3 separate regions of the Mus musculus genome follow, and regions 2 and 3 are each linked to region 1. The links are chromatin contacts, called in public HiCAR-type maps. All regions are on one chromosome and are shown on one strand. The core of a region is the stretch at or near the end of the contact, and the rest is flanking DNA. Distances in the headings are between cores, read along the strand shown.

Region 1 (4,397 bases), core at 1,801-4,300:
TGTGTCCTTCTGACTCCGGTTCTTCTTCTTGAACTGGGGCTTATGTCTTAGGCCTCTGCCTCTGCACACTACTGCAGCTGGAATAATCGTATTTCTCAGAATATCTAACTTGTTACAAGGGCACCATGATCCAGCTATGTTTGCAGAGCAGTCACTCTGACCACTGAGTTATCTCTCTGAGCCCCCACATTTATGGTCTGCTTCTCTTCTCTCTTCTCTCTTCTCTCTTCTCTCTTCTCTCCCCTTCCCCCCCCCCTCCTCTCTTCTCTTCCTTGCTTGTTTTGAGATAGTTTTTCTCTGTTCACTCCTGACTATCCTGGAACTCACTCTGTTGGACTTGAACTCAGAAATTTGCCTTCCTTGCCTCCTTCTGGGATTAAAGGCATGTGCCACCACTCCTGGCAGTTTTCTCCTTTTTATGTGTTATTTGATTAATATGCTCCATTAACAGTTAAGTTAGGAAAATGATGTTTGCTCTATGTTCCTGGGTTTGAGTGCACAGCAGTATGTTTCATCTATCCTTAATTTTCCTTCTTACTGTCTCCTTCCTGAGTTTATCTTTTGAACCACATGGACAGAATTCTAAACATTCTTTCTCACCCTGCACTGTTGACTGCTAATCTCTAGTCTTGGATTCGTTCATGTCTTTCCCCCTCTTTGTATTTAGCAGATTCCCAAAACATAGTTTTAGGCTGATACAAAAAGAGAATAATTAGTTTTTCTATATCCAAGGCAAGGTAGAGTAGTAACCATATTTAGGGAAATGTTGTTCTTTGTTAGTCTCTGTCACCCTTTTAAAATGTGTACTTTTAAATTAGTAAACTTAGTTTGACAGCCCATATGTGTACATACTGCATTCTGAGTATTCTCACCCTCTCAGGCCCCTTTCTCTCTCTTTATCTCTTCACCCTCTCCTCCCTACACATGGCTTTCCCACATTCATGTGGTTTTGTTTGATTTTCTAACTGTATTTAATTAGGGCTGCATGAGTGACTATGGGCATGGAATATCCAATGGATCCTGTCAGATTGACCAGTAGCTCTCACCCAGAACCCAGCAGTGGCCAATAGCTCAGTGGAGATGGGCAGTGCCTCTCTAGTTATCCCCCTTTCTGGCCATGACTATTGACAGATTTAGCCTTGTGCCAGCCCAGTGAAGGCAACTCAGCTGCTGGGGTCATGATTGCAATGGCCACATGATGCCTAGGAGTTGCATTCTACAGCTCTTCTACCTCTCCATCATCTGTCCCGTCTTTCCATCACTTTCTCCTTCAGTATATTCTGAGCCATAAAGTGGTGGTATAGGGCTCTCCACTCAACTGTCCCTTAATATAGCAGCCAACCATCTCTGAATTCATGTACATGTACTGTGAAGAGAAGCTTCTCTAGTTAAGGCTGAAAGCAGCATTTGTCTATGGGTATAAACATGTTTAGACAACAGTTTGACAATTGTGTCAGTTTAACTAAACAGCAGTAGTAGGTTGCCTCTTAAGGCCTCTTATGGCCTATGTTTTCCCTAGTTATAGGGTTTTGATTAGGCTCATACTATAAGTCATGAATTTTCTCTTGCGGAACAAGTCCTGAATCCAATCAAAGAACAATGGTTGCCCCTGTAATGGTTTTGCCATTATTTCAGTAGTGAGTACATCTTGCCTGGTTGTTGGTTCATAAGGTTCACAGTTGGTGCCATTCTCTCCTAGTAGCCTGTAGAGCACTCTTTAGCATTATGAAAGCTAGTCAGCAGGGAAGATGCTTTCTGCTTTGTTCTGCCTTTGTTTCCCTGTATTTTGCAGTCATGATACATTGTCCATTTGTGCCTTGATGCTGGCAGATATGCCGCTCAGGGAAGGCAGAATGCAGTCTAAGACAGAGGTCTCAGTCTGTTCTTCTGGGCAAGAGATCTGGGACAGATCCTATGCTTCTTAAACTCCTGTGTACCCAGATGCTGCTGTGAACTTTGAGAAGTTGGGAACAGGTCCGCTACCCACGCTGAGCCCAGGTTGAAGGAATTTGACTAATTTCCCAATGAGTGCCAAGGTATGGAGGGACTGGAAGAAAGGAAGGCCGGCCTTCTCTGGGATCTAGGCAGCATTCTTTACAACAAAGGATCACCCCCAGGGTGAACCAGAGATTAAATACCTCCTGCAGGATGGAATGCCCAGGAAAGGAAGTTCATTGACTAGATACTCCGAGCCTATCTAGATACCTTATTAGCATGGAGAACTCTAGGTTTTTATTCTACATGACTGATTGTCAGGGAACTGATTCTAATGCCTACCATTTCAATTGTGAGATTTACTGGAGGTGGTGGGTGTTGACTCTGTTTCTATCTTACCTGTTTTTCTGTCTGGTGGCAGGGTTTCACTGCCCCTGTGTTAATGGGGATAGAGATCTACATGTGATACTGGGGTTCCTGTTAATAATCATGGTTCTAGGAGGAGCATTCTCTCACTAAGAAGGAGATCTCCCTTCTCTTATTTATTTTAATTTGCTTATTGGTTTCAATATGCCTGTTTCACTAGTCACTTTGACTACTCTCCCTCATGCCCTTATTTTCCCAATCCTCCACACCATCAGTACTTAAACTTCCTATCCTGTTTGTCTCACCACTTTCATATCATGTATGTCCTACTAACTAAATCCCTTCCCCCAACATCTTAGATGTCCTACTTCCTATTAGCCCCTTCCTAGTTTTCTGGTATCTGTAAGTTGCTAGAACAACCCCAAGGCCACTTCCCACTCCCAGGTTTCTCCTGGTTTTCACTTTTGTTCATAAGAACCCTGCTGACTATTTTGTAGAATGGGCATCTTAGTTGTGTACACGGTGTTCTGTGTTTGCCTGTCATGGACCGTAAGTCACTGTACTGCTAACCAGATAACACTCTGAAAAAGACAGTCTTACTCTTCTTGAGAAGACAAGGGAGGAATGTTTTACTCTCATCTCTTTTCCTTCTGGGCTTTTCAAGAAGAATGTGGGAGATGGAGAGTCCCCTTTGTCTACCTTCATTAAAATGAGGCACAGACAGCTGCAGTTCCCACAGGCCAACAGGCTGTAGCAAGTGATATCCTTGGCTTCCTGCATTTGCAGTAGAATTTGGATTCCCCTTTGGGTCCAATGTATGCAGTGATGAGATATCTACTATGTGATCAGTGGGGGGCGGGGGGGGCACGCAAGGTCTTTTCAACCATTCATGTAACTGTAGGATACACAGAGCCATCATAAACAAGAGTCAGAGGTCCTTTCTTGTATTTCTTTTGCAGAGAAGCTGGGAGCCTAATGAATGTAGCTGTGCTGTCAGCCACCCAGACCGGGAGCTGGGCTCTGACAAAGAGGCATTGTTGGCAGGGAGCTTTGCCCTCTTCCTGCTTCAGTTAATGATTTAATTTCAACAGGAAGTATAAGGATGGGATGGAATTGTAAATGGGATCTCAGAGGCAATCATATTCTTTCTTCCTTTGGGAAAATCACAACATAAAGTAGACAGTCTATATAAGAAAATGTAGTTCGGGTTGCAATTTTTCTTTTCTTTTTCCTTTTTGAATCTAGATTCTAGGTCTGAAAATGATCTTTCACATTCAAGGGGTGCTGTTCCCTTTCTTCCAACTCAAATTATAGTCACCTTTCGTAAAAGTACCTTTCATAAACAAACAAGATATTTTAAGGAGAAATGGGCAGAACGTTGTTTTAAAGATTTGTATTTATTTTTATTTTATGCACATTGGTGTTTTGCCTGCATGTATGTTTGTGTGAAGTGCCAGATCCCTTGGTACTGGAGTTATGGTTGTGAGTTGCTATATGGGTGCTGGGGATTAGCAGCCAGTTCTCTTAACCACTGAGCCATCTCTTTGGCCCCCAGAAGCAGAATATTTTAAACAGCACACAACAATGCCACAAGCCCTTCTTGGGTGGGTGACCAAAATATAGAAGCCTTCATTTGATACTCTGAACAAGTGATATTTCACACGAAGCCTATTAACTTCACCAGTTATTATTAACAGTATTACCTATTAACAGTACCAGCCCTGACTTTCCTGGGGTAGGGATGACAGAACTACAAGTCTGATTAACATCTCTTGTATTCTCAATGACCACTTCTATTCTAAAAATGCTGGAAAAATAAATTGCCCTTAATACTTATTTTTGAGACAAGGTTTGTAATGAAGCTCATGCTAGCTGCAGTGATCTTCAGCCTCCTAAAAGCTGGGATCGCCAGCAGAGTTGAGGCTGCACTGTGTGCTGTTATTGTAGAGCTTTTCTTTCTAATACTTATCCAGCCTTTGGCAGATGTGGTGAGAAATTGGATTTCTGTGTCTGCAACCTTTTTGCAATCAAGTTTAAACCCACCATGTGTATGACTCAGTTAAAGGATAGGATCAAGGGGCTCAGCTGTAACTCCC
Region 2 (4,426 bases), core at 1,451-3,950, 1.1 Mb before region 1:
TAAATACATCTTAAAAAAATAAAAAAGAAAGAAAAAGCCATCAAGCTTCGGTAGTATGGTCTACTTGTCTACATGGATATCTCTTCTAGATGGGGCTGTCCCGTTGCTCAGGCAGGGTAGTAGTTGATAAATACCTCGTGCACAATGGCTTTAATGGGTGTTACTATCTATCCACTGTCTGGTCATTATTATCTCCCTGGAATGCACCAAACTGCTGCAGAGAGCAGCCAGAACACCAAGGCTCTGACTCTGCTCACCTTTCTGCTGTAAAGAGAGGGCACTGCTGTTCAAGGTACCTAGTACTGTCCTGCGGGCAGGGCCAATTTCATAATCACTATTTTATAGATAGACAAACTAAGGTTAGGAAGCTCCCTGGACTCGTTCAATGACCCAAGCCGTCACTGAGCGAGGTCCAAAGTTTGAAATGACAGACTACACATATAAGCTGGAAGCATTTTCTTTCATGTTACTAAGAAACACACCTTTGTGAGCCCACAGCACCTCAATAAAGCACACAGCCCAACAAAGAATTATTAACTGGAGATGGGTGAGTTGGGAGTCCCCCAAAAGATCCTGGAGGTGGGCTTGGCACCACACAGAAAAATATTTCAGAGTCTCCATCCCTTGGAGCCATAATGTAGATGAGGAAGCGCCTTCCAGAGAGATGTCATCTCCACAAGAAGAGTGCAAAGCACGGTCATAGCAGAGGGTCCATCTCTGATTATATTACGAAATTCTACATGAGAAGAAAAGCTGGGGATAATTTTGTGGGAAAGCACACTAGCCCTTTGAGTGCTATACAATCAAACACCTAGGTTGTAATCCTGGCTCTGCCACTCTTAGGCAAGCTATTGAACACCTGGGAGCCTCAGTTTCTTCATCTTTAAAATGGGCATATAAGTAATTATTATTATAAGGGGTAATTGAGATAGTGCATGCAAAACACTTGGCAGGCATTAAACACTGGCAGAATGTTGGCAGGGTTCTAGCCGGCTATATTAAAGTTTTGCTTCAGAGATAATTCTCTGAAGAATTATATAAGCATAATTATATCGAAGCAGTCAGTAGTCGACCATGAAAACCCTTCCTCCACTAAAAGGCAGAGCCAAGGCAGAGAGAAAGCACTTCACCTTAGTAAGGCACAGGATTATACTGAGGTTCTGCCTGGCTCTGCTGGCAGGTACTTGCGGCTGTGGACACTCGGGGCCGCAGCCAAGAATCTGGAGCAGGTTCACTCCCAAATGGAGCCCTAAGTACCGCTGTGACTTGGAACCAAAAGCAACACTGCTCGGTTCTTCCTTCCGTGAGGACGTTTAAAGCAGAGGCTAGTGGCAGGGGGATAGCAAGCCTGGCTACTTAACCCTGGTTGACTCGACACAAAGCCGATCCCCACCCCTCTGTGCCCCCGGGCTCCCGCTGCCAGTGCAGTACACAGACAGGTCTCGACATCTCTCCTAGCAAGGATCTAGAGAGACTCGGGACAAGTCCAGGCGTCACCTCACATCGCCGTGCAACTGAGCGGAGCCAAGTCTTGAGACTGCCCTCCCCACCAAACAGAGCTTTGGGAAGAGGCAAGCCCGGGCAGCCCCACCTCCCCTGATGCCACGAACTTGCGGTGGCTCATTGCTCATCCCAGCCTTCTTCCTGCTAAGATCAAGTTAGGAACTTCAGGGTTTCTTAAAGACGGGGAGCAGCAATGAGCTCTAGTTGCTCTCTTTAAGGGACGGTCGTGACTGGGCTTAAAGAAGTCAGACTCCCTCCTGAACACCAACAAAGGACTATATTTAGTTTGGAGCACTCCACCTAAATTCCTTCTTTTCCCCTCTCAGCTTCAGATGCACAGGCCCGGGCAGTGGGTGGAAGGGGGCGGGGAGCAGTGGAGAAGGAACAGCTGGGCCTCCGCCTCTCCACTCAATCTCTATAAATAACCAATCCTGAGCGGAGGCGACTTTGCAGCCAATGAAGCTGTCTAAAGCGACAAAACCTCAGCAACAGCCAATGGAAAAACATTTGGGGGTGTGAGACTCACATCCTGGGGCCAATGAGTTGGGAGTCTGGGAGAGGTAATTTGAGCTGGCGTGTGGGTGTGCGGTGCGAAACCTTCCTACTTGCAAGCCCCAAACCTGCTCCTCCGACTGAGCATGCCCTGACTCGGTGCGGGAGCCACGGGGCTCGATCCACAAGCCATATTTTGGCTCTAACCAAAGGGGTGTTGGGGAGGGGGGAGACGTAGGATGACCCCGCAACTCTTGCCCTGAAGGCTGCAGCTCTCCACAGATTCCCAGCCCTAACTCCTTGTCCGGACAGGGACTCAGGTCGAGTTCTTCGTGGGAAACTGAGGAACACCGGGCCAAGTGGGAGCACGAACCTCTGCTACCTTCCGGGGCCTGAAAAATGCCCTGCAAGTGTACGATCCTGAGAGGCGCGCAGCAGCCTGAGTTCGGGGACAAGTGTCTATCCTTTAACAGCGCAAGCCGACGAAGAGGTCGCAGCCAGCTGCTGCCTGCTGTCCCCATAGGAGGCCGGCAGCCGCACAGCCCCGACCGAGGTGACTTCGGTTTGGCGAGCTTTCCACTTACAAGCACACACAAGCAAGACTGCCCAGTTCCAAGATTCGCGCCGCCCCGCCCTGCCCCGCCCAGCCCCTGTTTGCCACACCCTCTGTCACGCCCCCTCCCGATGCGGCGGAAAAGCTGGAGCGGAGTTCGGGCGGGGCACCGCGGGCGACGTACTGGGCATGCTCGGCTGGGCGGGGAGGGCTGGGCTGCGCGCGGCGAGTAGGAAGCCCTCGCCCAGCGGAGGCTGCGGGAGACAGAGGAGAGAGAGTGATGGGTCGCGGAGCTGGACGCACGTTCCGCGGGGACTCATGCCACGCGTGTCTCAGCCGGACGCCCAATTAGCAGCCGCCTCTGCAACCAGCCGCCACCTCCTCCCGGCCCTCCCAGGCTGCCGGGGCGAAGAGCTCCAGCCGTTGTCTTGCTCCGGCTGCGCGCATTGTCCTCAGGGTCCTCCGACAGGGCTGCTGCGGGGCCCGGGACCCGCGCCCTAGGGACGCGCCCCCGCTGCCGGTCGGCCTGGCGCGGGGCTCTGCTAGTCTGTTGGCGAGCCCGTGCTACCGGGCTAGTCTCGCCGGGGTTTTTCCTGCGAAGTTGAGGAAGGGGAGAAGTCCACCCGTCCGCCCAGCCCAGCCTTCCCCGGCGCGCAGCCCCGACGGGGCCGCGGCAGGCGCGACGAGGGCGCCGACGGAGCCATGAGAGAGTACAAAGTGGTGGTACTGGGCTCGGGCGGCGTGGGCAAGTCCGCGCTCACCGTGCAGTTCGTAACAGGTTCCTTCATCGAGAAGTACGACCCGACCATCGAGGACTTTTACCGCAAGGAGATCGAGGTGGACTCGTCGCCGTCGGTGCTGGAGATCTTGGACACCGCGGGCACGGAGCAGTTCGCCTCAATGCGGGACCTGTACATCAAGAATGGCCAGGGCTTCATTCTCGTCTACAGCCTGGTCAACCAGCAGAGCTTCCAGGACATCAAGCCCATGCGGGACCAGATCATCCGCGTGAAGCGGTACGAGCGCGTACCCATGATCCTGGTAGGCAACAAGGTGGACTTGGAGGGTGAACGTGAGGTCTCCTATGGCGAGGGTAAGGCCCTGGCCGAGGAGTGGAGCTGCCCCTTCATGGAGACATCGGCCAAAAACAAAGCCTCAGTGGATGAGCTATTCGCAGAGATCGTGAGGCAGATGAACTACGCGGCACAGCCCAACGGCGACGAGGGCTGCTGCTCGGCCTGCGTGATCCTGTGAGGCGCCGTCTGCCGCCGGGCGCTGGCCACGCTCTGTGCACAAAGCCAAACGCACCCGATTCTCTTAATGTGATTGTCTTCTTGCTTTGAGATTGGAGACGACTTTGTTGTCTTGGCTGGGATGTCCGAGGAACCTGGCTGACTTGTGTAGCCAGCATCCCCAGCCTTCAGCCAGGGTCTGAGAGGGTGTACGTTGCAGAGCATCTGAGACCCCGGTGGAAAAATGGCTCTATACAGCGTGTACGTTCCTCGTTGATTTTGGTTCATGCATATTTCCCCGTTTAAATAGCCATTAAGGCTCTGTATTGGCTGCTTGACACCGGCAAGCAAAAGTTTCAAACCTGAAAAAAAAAAAATGGGGGTGGCGAAGCAGAGGAAGTGAAGGGGAAGGAGGCAGTGGGGGAGGGTTCCCCTGAGCAACTGTTCATAGTTCCAAGTTTTAACACAAGGAAAGAGGTCCAAGAAAATCATATGAAGGAGCCAGAAGAGGGGACGAAACTTTTTTTCCTTGTTTTCCAGGATTATTTAGAAATTAAGACCAGGGGTTCCTTTTCTGCCAGCTTGGAAGGGCAACCCAGGGACTGATTACGATTCTGAGGATGTCTATGCAAAGTTGGGTTCTTGT
Region 3 (4,938 bases), core at 2,123-4,622, 1.5 Mb after region 1:
ATTTCTTAGCCATATTTTTCTCTCCCCTCCTTTATTTTAGAACTCTCGTTTAGATCCCACACCCATTTTTTAAAAAAAATGGGTCATTGTTCTTTTTTTTTCCTTTGATATTTTTGAGTTCTTTGTGTGTTCTGGATGTCATTATGTTCTCTACCACACACGATGGCAGATCCCCTTCTCTCACTTGATTGTTTCATTACCTGTGAAGCATGAAGCTTTTCAGTTTCATGAAGTCCCACTTATAAATTGTTGGCCTCAGTTCATGGACAACAGGAGTCCTATCAGGAAGTCCTTTCCTACACCTACATCATATAGCCACTGCTTGTGATTTTTCCTAGCAGTTTCAGCGTGGCAGGTTTGACATCTCGGTCTCTCACCCGTTTGGAATTAGTTTTCATGCAAGGCGATAGAGAGGGGTCTATGCTTTCCAGTTTTTCTTTTGTTCTTTTAAAAAAATAAATGAATATAAAGTTTGCAAGACCAAGGGGCCTCTCTTCCTGATGATGGCTGACTAGGCCATCTTTGGGTCTGGGGGACTTTTGGGATAGCATTTGAAATGTAAATGAAGAAAATACCTAATTAAAAAAAATAAAAGTCTTGAAAACATTCACCACACACACACAAAATGAACATCTTGTTTTCTCAGCACCATTTGTGAAAGATCCCACTTTTTAGCTAATGTATCAAATATCAGATGGTTGTAGCTATGTGTGGTTGTTTGTCCTCATTGTTTTGATTTTTTGATTTTTTAATTATTTTTTTATAGATAGCATTTCTCTGTGTATCTCTGGCAGTCCTGGACTCAGTTTGTAGATCAGGTTGGCCTCGAACTCGCAAAGATCCACCTGCCTCTACATAACCATGCCCAGCACCATATTTTTTTTATTACTATGACTCTATAGTATTTCTTGAGGTCTTGGATAGCAGTTCCTCCATCATTGCTATTTTTGCTCAGAATTAGTTTGGCTGTCTGGAATCTTACATGGTTCTATAAACCATAAAGTTTTTTAAAGCAATGAGAAATGGATCTATGCTTGGATTGTAATTCATCCAATGAATAAAAGGCAGAGAAACAATTTTGTTTGCAAGCTAAAGCAAGATTAGAAAAGGCTACAGAGGCTGGGAATGAAAGCCCCAGATTCCATTCTTAGTATGTTAACAGGAAAGAAAATTAGAAGAGGCTATAAGCTTCAACCTAGAATACTCTCCCTGGGAATTCAGACCTGATACAGAGGTAAGGGAGAGGCTGCAGCGAGCTGAAGATGCTCTGAGGGTCAAAGTGTTCCCGCCCTCAAAAGATATTCTCAAAGCCATGTCAAAAGTATGAATGAGAAAGCCTTTAGAACAGATTATTCTAAGTCCCAGCCTTTGGGCTACTCTATCTTCGGCCTGGTAGAGGCAGCCTTTAGACTGCTTCAGCTAATACACTATCACGGAGAAAAGATGTTCTTGATGGATAAACTCTGCCCTAATTGCAGAAAAAAGTCTCCTTTAATGATCAGGTTTAGAGGTATTGTTTTCATAAAGAAATAAATAACTGGATATAATCATAGGCCAGTTATTTTGTGGAATGTGTCTTTAATTGATGTTCCTTTCTTTTATGAATTTTAGGCAGAACTACAGTAACATTCTCCTCATTTTATTTAGACCATCAAGTGAGACATGACACTGACCTACTGTACTATTTGTGATATTCATATTGATCACTCAAGAAAGGCTGACTTGAGGCACTTCTAAAGTTGCTAAATTTTGTAAGATGTGGTAGCATATACACTTGGGAGGCTCATGCAGTTGGATCATGTCTAGTTCATAGCTATCAAGGGTTAACAGTGAAACTCTACTCAAAAACAAGCAAAGACAGAAAAATTTGCTATTTTACATTGCATAAGTAATAATGTGGGAAGATACTCTGTGACAGTATAAATAAAACTTGCTTCTTATCTTCCACTCTTTAATTTTAGCATCTACTAATATTTCATGTCCTAATTTACTATTGTTATGATAGCTGAAAATGATTCTTTAACATTTCCAGCTTTTATTACTTGATAGTTTATCATAAATCCTATCTGTGTCCTTTATCATCCACAGCAGTTCTCCTTTCCTGTCTTTTTCTATGTGTCCTAGGCTGGCCTCCAACTCACAGGGATGCACTAGCAAGTGTTAGGACACCAATGACACCTGGCTTCTTCCTTCACATCAGCCATTCTTTTTTGCTGTTGCTTGCAAAAGTTCTTATTTCATTGTGTGTGTGTTGGGGGGGGGGGGGTTATGTGTACATGTGTTTATAGGCACTGAGGCCATGGGAGGATGTTGGGTTTTCTTTTTTCCTTTCCTTTCCTTTCCTTTCCTTTCCTTTCCCTTTCCCTTTCCCTTTCCCTTTTCCCTTTTCCCTTTTCCCTTTTCCCTTTTCCCTTTCTTTCTTTCTTTCTTTCTTTCTTTTCTTCTTCTTCTTTTTTTTTTTTTTTTTTTTTTTTTGAGACAGGGTTTCTCTGTATAGCCCTGGCTGTTCTGGCACCAGAGTGAGAGAGAGAGAGAGAGAGATCAAGAGCCTCTGAACATTTTTCTTTTAATTACTTTCTTTCCTTATTTTTAAAAATCTGAGCCGGGCGTGGTGGCGCACGCCTTTAATCCCAGCACTCGGGAGGCAGAGGCAGGCGGATTTCTGAGTTCGAGGCCAGCCTGGTCTACAAAGTGAGTTCTAGGACAGCCAGGGCTATACAGAGAAACCCTGTCTTGAAAAACCAAAAAAAAAAAAAAAAGAAAAAAAAATCTGGCCTGGAACTAAGATGTGCCTGCCTCAGCCTCCAGATTGCTGGGATCAAAGGTGGTGACTGGCTACCATACATTCTTACAAAAGAAAAAAGAAACAGACAAACAAAAACTAAACAGGCAATCAAATAAATATAATTTCTTCAACAAGGTAGGCTCTCTGAGGAATCTACAGCTTATTGTTAAAAAACAGAGGTGATGGCACACACCTTTAATTTTAGCACTTAGGAGTCAGAGGCAGCTGGATGTAACTTTGAGGCTAGCCTGGTCTGCTGAGTGACCTTATTTAGAAAAACAACAAAACCAAAATAAAACAAAAAAAAACCAGAAAAATTGAGCCACTATTTGTGACACGGTGAATCCATTACTTAAATGTATCTTGCAGTTTATAAAAACTTGAAGTTTGAGGTGGTATGTAGCCACTACTTAATTATTGTCAGCTATCACATCCAGTTCTATTGCCCAGACTGGGGGCATGGCTGATGCTTTCCTTTCTGGTAGGTTTGGTGTTATCTTCCCGGGGTGACGACGAGGGCGGGGCTTGCATGGTCCCGCCTCTAAGAGGCGGGGCCGGTTAGAGGAGGTCGGGCGGAAGCTGGAGGCAGGGCCTGCGCGCGCTTCTGTGTTCTGAGGCCGCTGTTAGGTTCCGGGCTGCTCTTGTTCTTCACGCTTCTGCCGGTCCCGGTGTTGAGCCTCTGGCGTCCAGGCCTTGCCAGCAGTCTGCACCCGCGGCGTTGGTCCCCGATGGCCCTGTGCAACGGAGATTCCAAGGTCAGTCTGTGATTGGCGTCTCTGCCGCCCTCCGGCAGCGTGAGCGAGACCTGGGGGTCCGTCCGTCTCCCTCGGCCGGGTCAGTGGCGCTCTACATGTGTCAGCCCGGCCTGCGGCGCGGCTTTATTGCATCCGAGGCGCTTTGTTGGCTTTGCTAGTGAAGCATCGAGTTCCAGCGGAGAGGCGACCTGGCTGTGGGCCGCGATTCTTGGGGACTTCGGGGCCCTTCAACCGCAGGGCAGGGTCGGGGCCTCGCCTGCGGCGGTCCGGCCAGGCGGGCCTGTATTCTTTCCAGCCTAGTGCAGGCCTTTCTGACTCTATTGACCACAGCTTCTGTTCCTGGGCCCAGGTGTGCTTCTCACCCTCTTCTCCCGCCATCCTCGGAGGGGTAGAGTTAAAGGTTCTGCTCCTGCGCACTCTGTCTCGTGTATTACGTGCTAGTTTTCGGGGACATTTTCCCGCCTTTGGGGCCTTTTCTTGGGAGCCAGGTTCTCCACGGGTGCTGGAAAAAGTTAACTGCGTTAGCCAAGACGCGAGAGCGTTGGGCCGTTGATGCCCGTTTGTGGCTTCCAACTCCCAGCCTTAGACATCGTTCTTAATTGCCTGGTCTGAATTGGTCCCCTTTCCCTTCCGACCTAATCGTCTTTGACCTGGAGAGCTTTCTGACCTTCACAAAGTCAGTTTTGTCATCGAGAAACTGCGGTGTTGGAATATAATTTACTTTAGCAAGGTGTACATCACGCTTGTGCATGCTTGTGACCTAGCTTTAGCAATCTGGTTAAATTTCTCTTCGGGTGTATGAAACTCCAAACTTTTGGATAGCTGTTCTAGAGCCAGGAATAATTTCTGCCCTTGCAAACATGGAGCTTAAGTGTCACAAACTCGCGAATGGCTGCTTAATATGTAGGAATCATTCAAAAACCTGTGTTGAACAAATGAATAAACATTATTAGGTAGCTCCTATATTTTCAAACCTAGGCACCTGTCATGGTCTGAAGAATAAGTCTCACCTTACAGTTTTGTACATTTGTCTTTAATTTTTAATCTTACAACTCACTGGAACTCATCTTTATGGTGGATGAGTTCGCTGCGGTTTTATAGAACCTACTGCGATCTAGAAGAATATTTTCACAAAATTATTTCAGTATTTTTTCAACATTTTTTAATTATTATTTTGCTTTTTTTTTTCCGATACAGGGTTTCTTTGTGTAGCCCTGGCTGTCCTGGAACTCACTCTGTAGACCAGGCTGACCCCGAACTCAGAAAACCGCCTGCCACTGCCTCCCAAGTGCTGGGATTAAAGGCGTGTGCCACCACTGCCCGGCTCAATATTTTCTTAAGATGATATTTTTGATCATTGTGATTTATTTGAGTTTAAGGTGAATAGCTAAATTTTAT

Evidence for each region. HiCAR-type assays count read pairs that join an accessible place to other places.
Region 2: a HiCAR-type map of astrocytes shows a contact between it and region 1, with 7 times the contacts expected there. The contact joins the promoter of Rap2b here to the enhancer-like site in region 1. A contact is called at or near these places in 13 of 39 promoter capture datasets (the 3T3-L1 cell line, 3T3-L1-derived adipocytes, the C10 cell line and 8 more), 4 of 484 Hi-C or Micro-C datasets (adipose-derived mesenchymal stem cells, cerebral cortex, embryonic stem cells and 1 more), 24 of 115 datasets of contacts at active chromatin or transcription factors (the NIH/3T3 cell line, astrocytes, bone marrow-derived macrophages and 18 more) and 3 of 9 other capture datasets (adipose tissue, embryonic stem cells and pancreatic islet).
Region 3: a HiCAR-type map of astrocytes shows a contact between it and region 1, with 2.9 times the contacts expected there. The contact joins the promoter of Gmps here to the enhancer-like site in region 1. A contact is called at or near these places in 4 of 39 promoter capture datasets (the 3T3-L1 cell line, the C10 cell line and liver) and 1 of 115 datasets of contacts at active chromatin or transcription factors (astrocytes).

What each region holds. Positions count from the first base shown.
Region 1 is chr3:62,451,056-62,455,452 of GRCm38.p6, forward strand. All of the region lies in intron 11 of Arhgef26 (Rho guanine nucleotide exchange factor (GEF) 26), which reads left to right. Among named protein-coding and RNA genes, the nearest start is that of Dhx36, 54 kb to the right of the region's middle. Within about 2 kb of position 3,051, at least 45 of the 459 cell types and tissues checked have an H3K27ac peak or open chromatin away from gene starts, as enhancers often do. A contact at or near this core is called in astrocytes, cerebral cortex, epiblast stem cells and 3 more, where this site is marked.
Region 2 is chr3:61,361,807-61,366,232 of GRCm38.p6, forward strand. It overlaps Rap2b (RAP2B, member of RAS oncogene family), which reads left to right and starts at 2,701. Exons shown (of 1, transcript NM_028712.4): 1 at 2,701-4,426. The coding sequence starts at 3,251. The coding sequence ends at 3,802.
Region 3 is chr3:63,972,771-63,977,708 of GRCm38.p6, forward strand. It overlaps Gmps (guanine monophosphate synthetase), which reads left to right and starts at 3,373. Exons shown (of 16, transcript NM_001033300.2): 1 at 3,373-3,540. The coding sequence starts at 3,514.